Regions from separate parts of the Anas platyrhynchos genome. Here region 1 is linked to region 2. Evidence: chromatin contacts called from public Hi-C data. All regions are on one chromosome and are shown on one strand. Each heading gives the region's core, a stretch centred on a gene start, on an enhancer-like site or on the middle of the called end of the contact. The rest is flanking DNA. Distances are from core to core; before and after follow the strand shown. Region 1 holds the start of GTPBP4 (GTP binding protein 4). Region 2 overlaps WDR37 (WD repeat domain 37).

What was found. A called contact is a pair of places that touch in the nucleus more often than the background predicts.
Region 1: a contact with region 2 is called in a Hi-C map of liver, with 4 times the contacts expected there. The contact joins the promoter of GTPBP4 here to the enhancer-like site in region 2. A contact is called at or near these places in 4 of 8 Hi-C or Micro-C datasets (F5 follicle, liver, skeletal muscle and 1 more).

The regions. Positions count from the first base shown.
Region 1 is chr2:148,582,098-148,585,705 of IASCAAS_PekinDuck_T2T, forward strand. It overlaps GTPBP4 (GTP binding protein 4), which reads right to left and starts at 1,335. Exons shown (of 17, transcript XM_038174948.2): 1 at 1,178-1,335; 2 at 343-513. The coding sequence starts at 1,225.
Region 2 is chr2:148,548,183-148,551,712 of IASCAAS_PekinDuck_T2T, forward strand. It overlaps WDR37 (WD repeat domain 37), which reads right to left. Exons shown (of 14, transcript XM_072033820.1): 3 at 1,248-1,344. Among named protein-coding and RNA genes, the nearest start is that of WDR37, 15 kb to the right of the region's middle. Within about 2 kb of position 1,944, at least 6 of the 8 cell types and tissues checked have an H3K27ac peak or open chromatin away from gene starts, as enhancers often do. A contact at or near this core is called in F5 follicle and subcutaneous adipose tissue, where this site is marked.

The sequences.
Region 1 (3,608 bases), core at 85-2,584, 33 kb after region 2:
AAGAAGTACACCAACACAACATAGGAAAAAGAAACTTTCTCACTCATCATTTAACAGCAGTTTCTGGCCAACATCACCTGATCAGCTAAAACCTTGAAAATGCATCCTTTGGCAATCACCCAGGGGCACAATTCTGACTTTTCTTAGTAGGAATAAAGTATTTTTGTAGAACAAGTTTCCTAAATTTACTCTAAAAAAAATCTACTGAGAGTTATTCTAAATCTTCCATGCAGCGAATCAGCACTGTGCTGCTCAGGCCAAACTAAGCTCTAATAAAACCACTGTTACAGAATAATTTCTGATTCCTGAAGTTCCTTTATGATCAAATGAACAAATACTTACATCTAATTTGGGGAAGTCTGTTAAGATCTGAGTGAGCCTATCGTGGTAATTCTGTTGAGTATATTTGACTTTTCGCATGTAAAACTGTCGAATCCGATGGATTTGGTAATGTTTATGAATGACGGTTGGGGTCTTTCGCTGAGTCTTTGACAATGTCAAATCTATGAAGTCCTGCAATCAAATAAATGTTATTAATCATGCAAGCTGTCAAGTTTTAATGAAGCGATAAAGCTTTAATTGTATTTTGGTGGAGGAGCGGGCAGAGCAGTTAGGCCCATTAAGTGATGTGGCCCATGCCACTGCTCTGCAATGGATGAACTGAGCATGTTTTAGAATAAAACACCTGAAACACAGACTTTTATCTCCAAGCAGTAACAGAATGTGCATTCTGAGTGGGGTTTTCCTGCCAATTATTGAAGGACTGGCCTCCTCTCCCCAGCAGAGCTCGGGAAGCGGCCCCACTAATGCAAGCCCGCTGCTATGGAACGAAACTCCTTCATTAGACCAGGAAATAACTTTATTTTAGATAAATGCACGGCGGTGAGACTGAGCGTGACGCTGGGGGGGAGAACAGACGGGATTCCTGTCAGGGCCAGCCCCGCCAGGGCAGAGCCGCGGGACCCCACCTCAGGCGCCCCCCCCCCCCGCGCCCTGCATGGTACAGCCCGCCGCGCCGCCCCGCACTGCCCCAGGGCGAGCCCATGAGCCTGGGGGGGGGGGAGGGGAAGCGAAGGCCGCGGCCACGCCGGGCAGCGCGGGCGGCGCTCCCCTGAGGCGCGGCGGGCGCAGGGGCTGAGGGACGGGGGCGAGGGGGGGATGGCGACGGGCGCCCTACCTTGGCGGACGGCACCACCGTGATCTTCTTGAAGTTGTAGAGCGCCATGCCGGCAGGCTGCCCGAGCCCCACGCTGCCGGAAAGGGAGAAAAGAGGCCGTGTCTCTCGCGAGAGCCCCGAGCTTCCGTGCCGGGGAGGCGGGCAGAGAGGGAGGGAGGGGAGCTGGCCATGACGGGAGGGGTCAGGGTGCCAGTCCTGCTGCACGCCCAACCTCCACAGTCTGTCCTGCTGTCTTATTAAACTCCATTTCTGTTTACCTTGTTGAGAATTTTTTTCATTGCACGTGTGTGTGTGTGTACAGATCCAGCTGCCACCAAAAGGGTAATGGCTCAGAGGGGCCGCGTGTGGGGCACCAAGAACAGCAGCATGAATCCAGCAGGGTTGTGGGTATCGGTGTGTGTGTGCATGTAACTGGGAGACCTGGGGGTCTGAGGGCCAGATACGGGATGGTTCCTGTGTCTGGGGCTCATTTTGTGAAGGGGTGCACAGGGCAGGGCTGTGTGAGAGAGTCCTGAGCAGCAGCAGCTGGAGCAGGGCTGTGGGCTTGTGAGGTTCACACATCAAAGTGCCAGAAACTGTGGAGATCAGGAGATAGTGGGCCAAAACTACCTGCCCAAGACCAGCTACTTGATCTATTTTGTCCATTTTCTGCTAGTTATGCTGATCAGGCAGAAAGGGGACGAGGACCAGGACGTTCCACCTGGTGTCTGTGTGTGTATGCTCATTCTGGGTATGCACCCAAACAACCCCAAACACACATCCTCTCACTTTTTTTTTTTTTTTTAATAACTTTTGGTGGCTTGTCTCACACAAAATTGTAAAACCTTTAAGATAAAGGCATAGCTTGAGTGAATTCTGGAGCAGTTTGTGATCTTGACTACACCTTGTGCTCCATTCTTTGTTGCTTATCTCCAGCAAACATGAGACCCAAACATAGACCGAGGACATAAACTTGAAATGTACCTAAATGCAGGCATGCAATGCACTGTGCCTGTCTGTCCCTGTTTAATACTTGACACAAACAATAGGCTGGCATGCACTGAAATATATCTGTTTTAGATAAATTACATTTTATGTGATACACTTTGGAAAATAAGTTAGATTAAGAATTGACAATTCTTTGGCTTCCACACATTTTTTCCTCTCTCTACACAAAGCATGACATTTTCCACTTGAGAGAATCTAGTCAAGTATTACTCTGCCACTGCCCATTTTTCTACAGTACTAGAAATTCAAATGCACAATTCCTTCCACAGTTCCTTTATTTCATCATGTTACTAATTTTGCTGACACGCTCCAATGCCACAGAAATTTTTAAGGTATTAGAAAATTAAGAGTCCCTATAATCAGTCAAGCCAGTAGCTAATCCTTTCCAGAAATTAATTTCCGTAATGACTGTATGAGCATCATTTGATCATAAACACGCTGTTAGAACCATCCCTGTTGCTATAGCCTCTCAACCATGCTGCAGCTGCCCCATTATGATGAGCGCGCTGCTTCATAAATATTTTGATAATAATACTTCAGCCTGCTTTCCTGGTGCGTTCTTGAAGCAGTGAGATTTGGCTTCACATTTTATGTGTGTCGCATTTTGCCTCCAAAAACATAGGTTTAGAGAACAGAAGGAGCTCTTCCCTAGCATATCCCCAGGACTTCCCAGTTTCTGGCACTTTTAGATGTGGACTCTGATCCCCACAGCCCTGCTGCACTTGCTGGTACCCAAAACAGTGACACACAGATGTGCACTGTGCACCCCTTCACAAAACTGACCCCAGACACTGGGATCATTCAATAGCTGCCCCCTGTGTGCCCCGTTCTCACACAGCCTGTACATTGCTACTCTCCTGAGCAGTTTTGAAGAGAACTAGTTCTTTCCAAGACGAAATGTGGGTACTGTGCTGGATATTGTCCTCTGGAGACTTCTTCCAGGAGCCAAGAGAGATGAGACCTTATCAGGTTGTTTTTCTTTCAGTCCACATGCTTCTTTCCCCAGCTGGCCTTCTGCACTCCGATGTCCATGCCAAACTCAAGGCATAGTTTCATGTTTTAAAAAACATTGCTCCAGTAGACTGTAATTCATACCACTTTGAAATTAAAAACAAAATTGGTTTTGTGTCTTGTACAAGAGCAGCTAATAGCACCCAGCAGGACCCAGACCATGCTCAGAGAGGTGCTCAGGAAAATCAGCATGGGAATGGGCATCATGAGGGAACCAAGAAAACTCTGTAACAAATACCCCTGCAGGACACATGAGATTTCTGCTGTGCCTAGCTATGACATAGTTTCCCTGAAGTGTCAGCTGAAAATTCCCAAAGTAGCCTCAGATTTGGGGGTTTGGGTCTGAATTTGATTTGTTCAAGGGTTTGTTGTGTTGGGTATACTTAACAAATTTGAGTGTTTCAATTAGACAGAGCAAATATTTGCTTTCTTA
Region 2 (3,530 bases), core at 694-3,193:
AAACTGAGTGAGATTCTCCACATAAAATAACTGCAACACTAACACAGGAGTTAGATCATGAGCCACAGTAACAGACTCAGCATCAAAAGAGAAAAATTTGGAAGTTGTCAGGGAGGCAGAAAGAGATCACAAATGCCAGGAGCAAAATATAACTAGCAGGTGAAGAAGGATGCAGAAGTAACAGAAATAAGATGGAAGGAAAATAACCATGCTCTGGAGGGTACAGCCAAATTTACCACTTGTTTTCTGACAGCCATTTGTGAATTTCTGAAAATTTTGGAAGGAGAAGGGGGTCATAAAATACTTTTCTTGCTTCCAGCCAACTTCACAGCAGGAAGCCAAAAACTGAGGTGTGCAAATTGTCACTACTGCAAGAAGTGTGCAGTATTTCTGACGGCCTTTAACCAACACTGTCTCCAGTTTTTAAAATAAGAAAAAAGCAGCACATTTTCCAAAAGCATGCAGGAGTGTTTTTGTAACATGAGTGTTTGCTTTAACTGTGATAACAGATTAGCTTTGGAAAAAAGTTTGACTTGGAGCCAAGACAGACAGATTCCACAATTCAGAAGCCAAGCCATGCAACACAGCTTCTAGAACGCAACAAGGAAAATTTAGCAGGGGCTTCACAATATGGTTGCTTGTGTTACTTACTCTGGGTCCTCTTACATCACTTTAGATCATTTATATCACAATACAGTCATTACACATAGAACATTTTTTCCAGATAACACCTGGGATTTTTAACTGACTGCTCAACTTCAAAATTCATGAGCAGCTGCAGGTGCTGGTTATGCAATTCGTGAGGTAGTATGATCCAGAAACGCTACATTTTATACTGTTGTGGTGTGGTTTTCTCTTTTGTTTTAAGACAATTTCTGACTAAAATTACATCATTAAAATGAAGCCTGTAAATATATATTGCAGTCACAGTCTCAAACATCAATGGCTGCACAGTTACTGCCAGATTAAAATGGTATAAAACCAAACGTGCAGCGACAAGGAGACAGCCACTTCCCTTTCTCTGCCAAGGAGGGTATCACACATTAGTTCTCACTACTTGCGTCAAAGAGCTAAGAAAGTTATTTTTTCTGAAAGGGGACAAACTTATGTCTTTCACTACAAGTTCACTACAAAACAGTTCTTGAATTCCTCACCAAAAAATACATTAAATTTCAGTATCCAGTGTAAACTCTTCCAATTCCTAAGTACAAACAGTTCTTAAGTTGCTGAAAGAAAGATATACTCACATTCCAAATTTTCAATATACAGGTTTTCAAACTCCCGCTCTATTTGTCCAAAAAGTTCAAGGAGTGTGTTCCGAACAGAAGATGGTAGCTTAGAATCCTAGAAGGCAAAATACCGGATTTTATAGTTTTATTTAGATATTATTATCTATGTATAGATATAGATATTATATATATATGTGCATACATAGAAAAGTTTACTCTGAGCTGCATTTGCCTTTCAATCTTATGCCAATTTTAGAAGTTTTCTACCTCTTGGCAAAGAGGGAAATTAAAGCTTCTTCTAGCACCGAACACAAAAAGTTTTGGGGACATTTCTGTGCAAATAATTCATTTTACATATGCTTTCTCTTTCAAGGGACAGAATTCAAATGACCATTTTTTTTTATTATTTTTATTAGAGAAAAATTATAAAAATATAACAATAAAGGAAAAAAAAAAGGTGAAAAAATGTATTATGAAGTCAAGATGCTTCTAGTTCAAGAAGAAAAATACCTCTGGTTGACAAAGTAACTTACAAGTTGACTATGCATTACCTCAAAAAAGTGCTTTGTTATGATATCTACTACTAAACCTACGGACAAACTAAGCTTTTCAACAGTCACCTATTTTTGTCACTAGCCATAATTAAGTGTGAAAGAAACAGCAATCTCTAACCCATCCCTCCTCCATATTATTCAAGAACCTCCCTGTTGCAGAAAATGCTTTGAGATAAGTTTGCAGAAAAAGGCTGAATTTTTTTCAGCATTATCAGCACCACAGTTCTGAGGCATAAAAACGTGTGATAAAACCACTAATGCGGGATTTAAAGGGCCCAACTTCAGTATGCAGTTCAACACAAGTTTCTGAAGGCAAACTACTAAAATTTTATTAATCTGCCTCTGAAATACCACCCTGTCACTGAAGAAACCCATACCGTACCACCAACAGCTGAGCACTGATTTCTGTTGGGATTCAAGGTCCCCACTCTATCAGTTACTGAAGAGCTTTGAGAAGACAGCGAGTACAGGAGAAGGCTGCAGCACACTGATAAACTTGCGACCCAGTACTAACAAACATGTTATAAAATTTAAAGCACGGTATGCTACTAAAAAGGAGTACATTAGAAGGGAAAAAATACTGTCATAAGGATGATAACTGTAGTAAATTAATCCAATAGCTGGCTTAATCTACAAATATGGATCGAAGGACGAGCTGTCCTTGTACACCATGAAAATAAATTATGCTAAAACCGTTATTTTCTTCTGCTGCAGATAGACCACAATATGGGCTTACTGCAGTTATCATTTACCTACTTAGCCAGTTATTTGGAAATTTCCACTTAGTGAGCCCTACCCTAACATTGAAAAAGCTCAACTATTCCTTTGTAGCATATCTAGCCTGTCATCTTGGAGTTCATCTAGCAAATACAGGGAATGTGCCTATCAGCAACTCAAAAAATAAAAAAGTACAAGTATATACCTTCAAAGTCTTGAAACCATCAGCTCTGAACAAAAAAAAAGAAATTGAGTCAGCTCCTGCCACAGCACAAACCACCACTACTTGAGGTCTTGGAAGTACAGGAAAACCATTACTGAGTGGAACATTAATACAGAAAACCACCCAAATTATAGTGAACTTCATTATTTCAATGCAAGTTACAGAATAATTATAGCTTGTTTTGTTCTTACGTGTCCCAGCAAACCCAAACCAAAAGAAATAGTTTCCATTCCTATACTCTGACTGCAATATGAACAAGCGTGTGCACACTAGCCATTAGAGGGCAGCATGCATCTTTGATCAAGTCAGCATCTAAGCGATCAGAATTTAGCCTAACATTCTGGTTCATACATTCAGCACGACTGACTATAGAGAAACAGAAAAGCCTATCACGATCTTCATTTTGTATTAGCTAATCGGTTGTCTCTGGATATCCAGCTTAGAGAGAAAAGCAAGAGAAACCACTGCCAGCCACAACACAGAGCACACCCGCTTTGTGCACAGCTCTGTCTTACACCTGTTTCATGGCTACTTTCAACTGGGAAAAGCAGGTAGGGTGCTGAAAGAAGCAGTCCTACACTCCTCGTGCCTCCCCAGTTACTCTGTTCTCCATCGTCATCTGCCTCCCCCCGGACAGGGTACTTCTCTTCACACATTCACAGAGAACCAGAATATCAAACAGATCCAGATTAAAACCAGCCTGGTATAAAATTGATTAAACAAGAATACTACACAAATTAAACACTACCAAAAGAAATACTGAAATTCAAACAATTATTTCTGATTCAACTACCCGCTAATTCCATA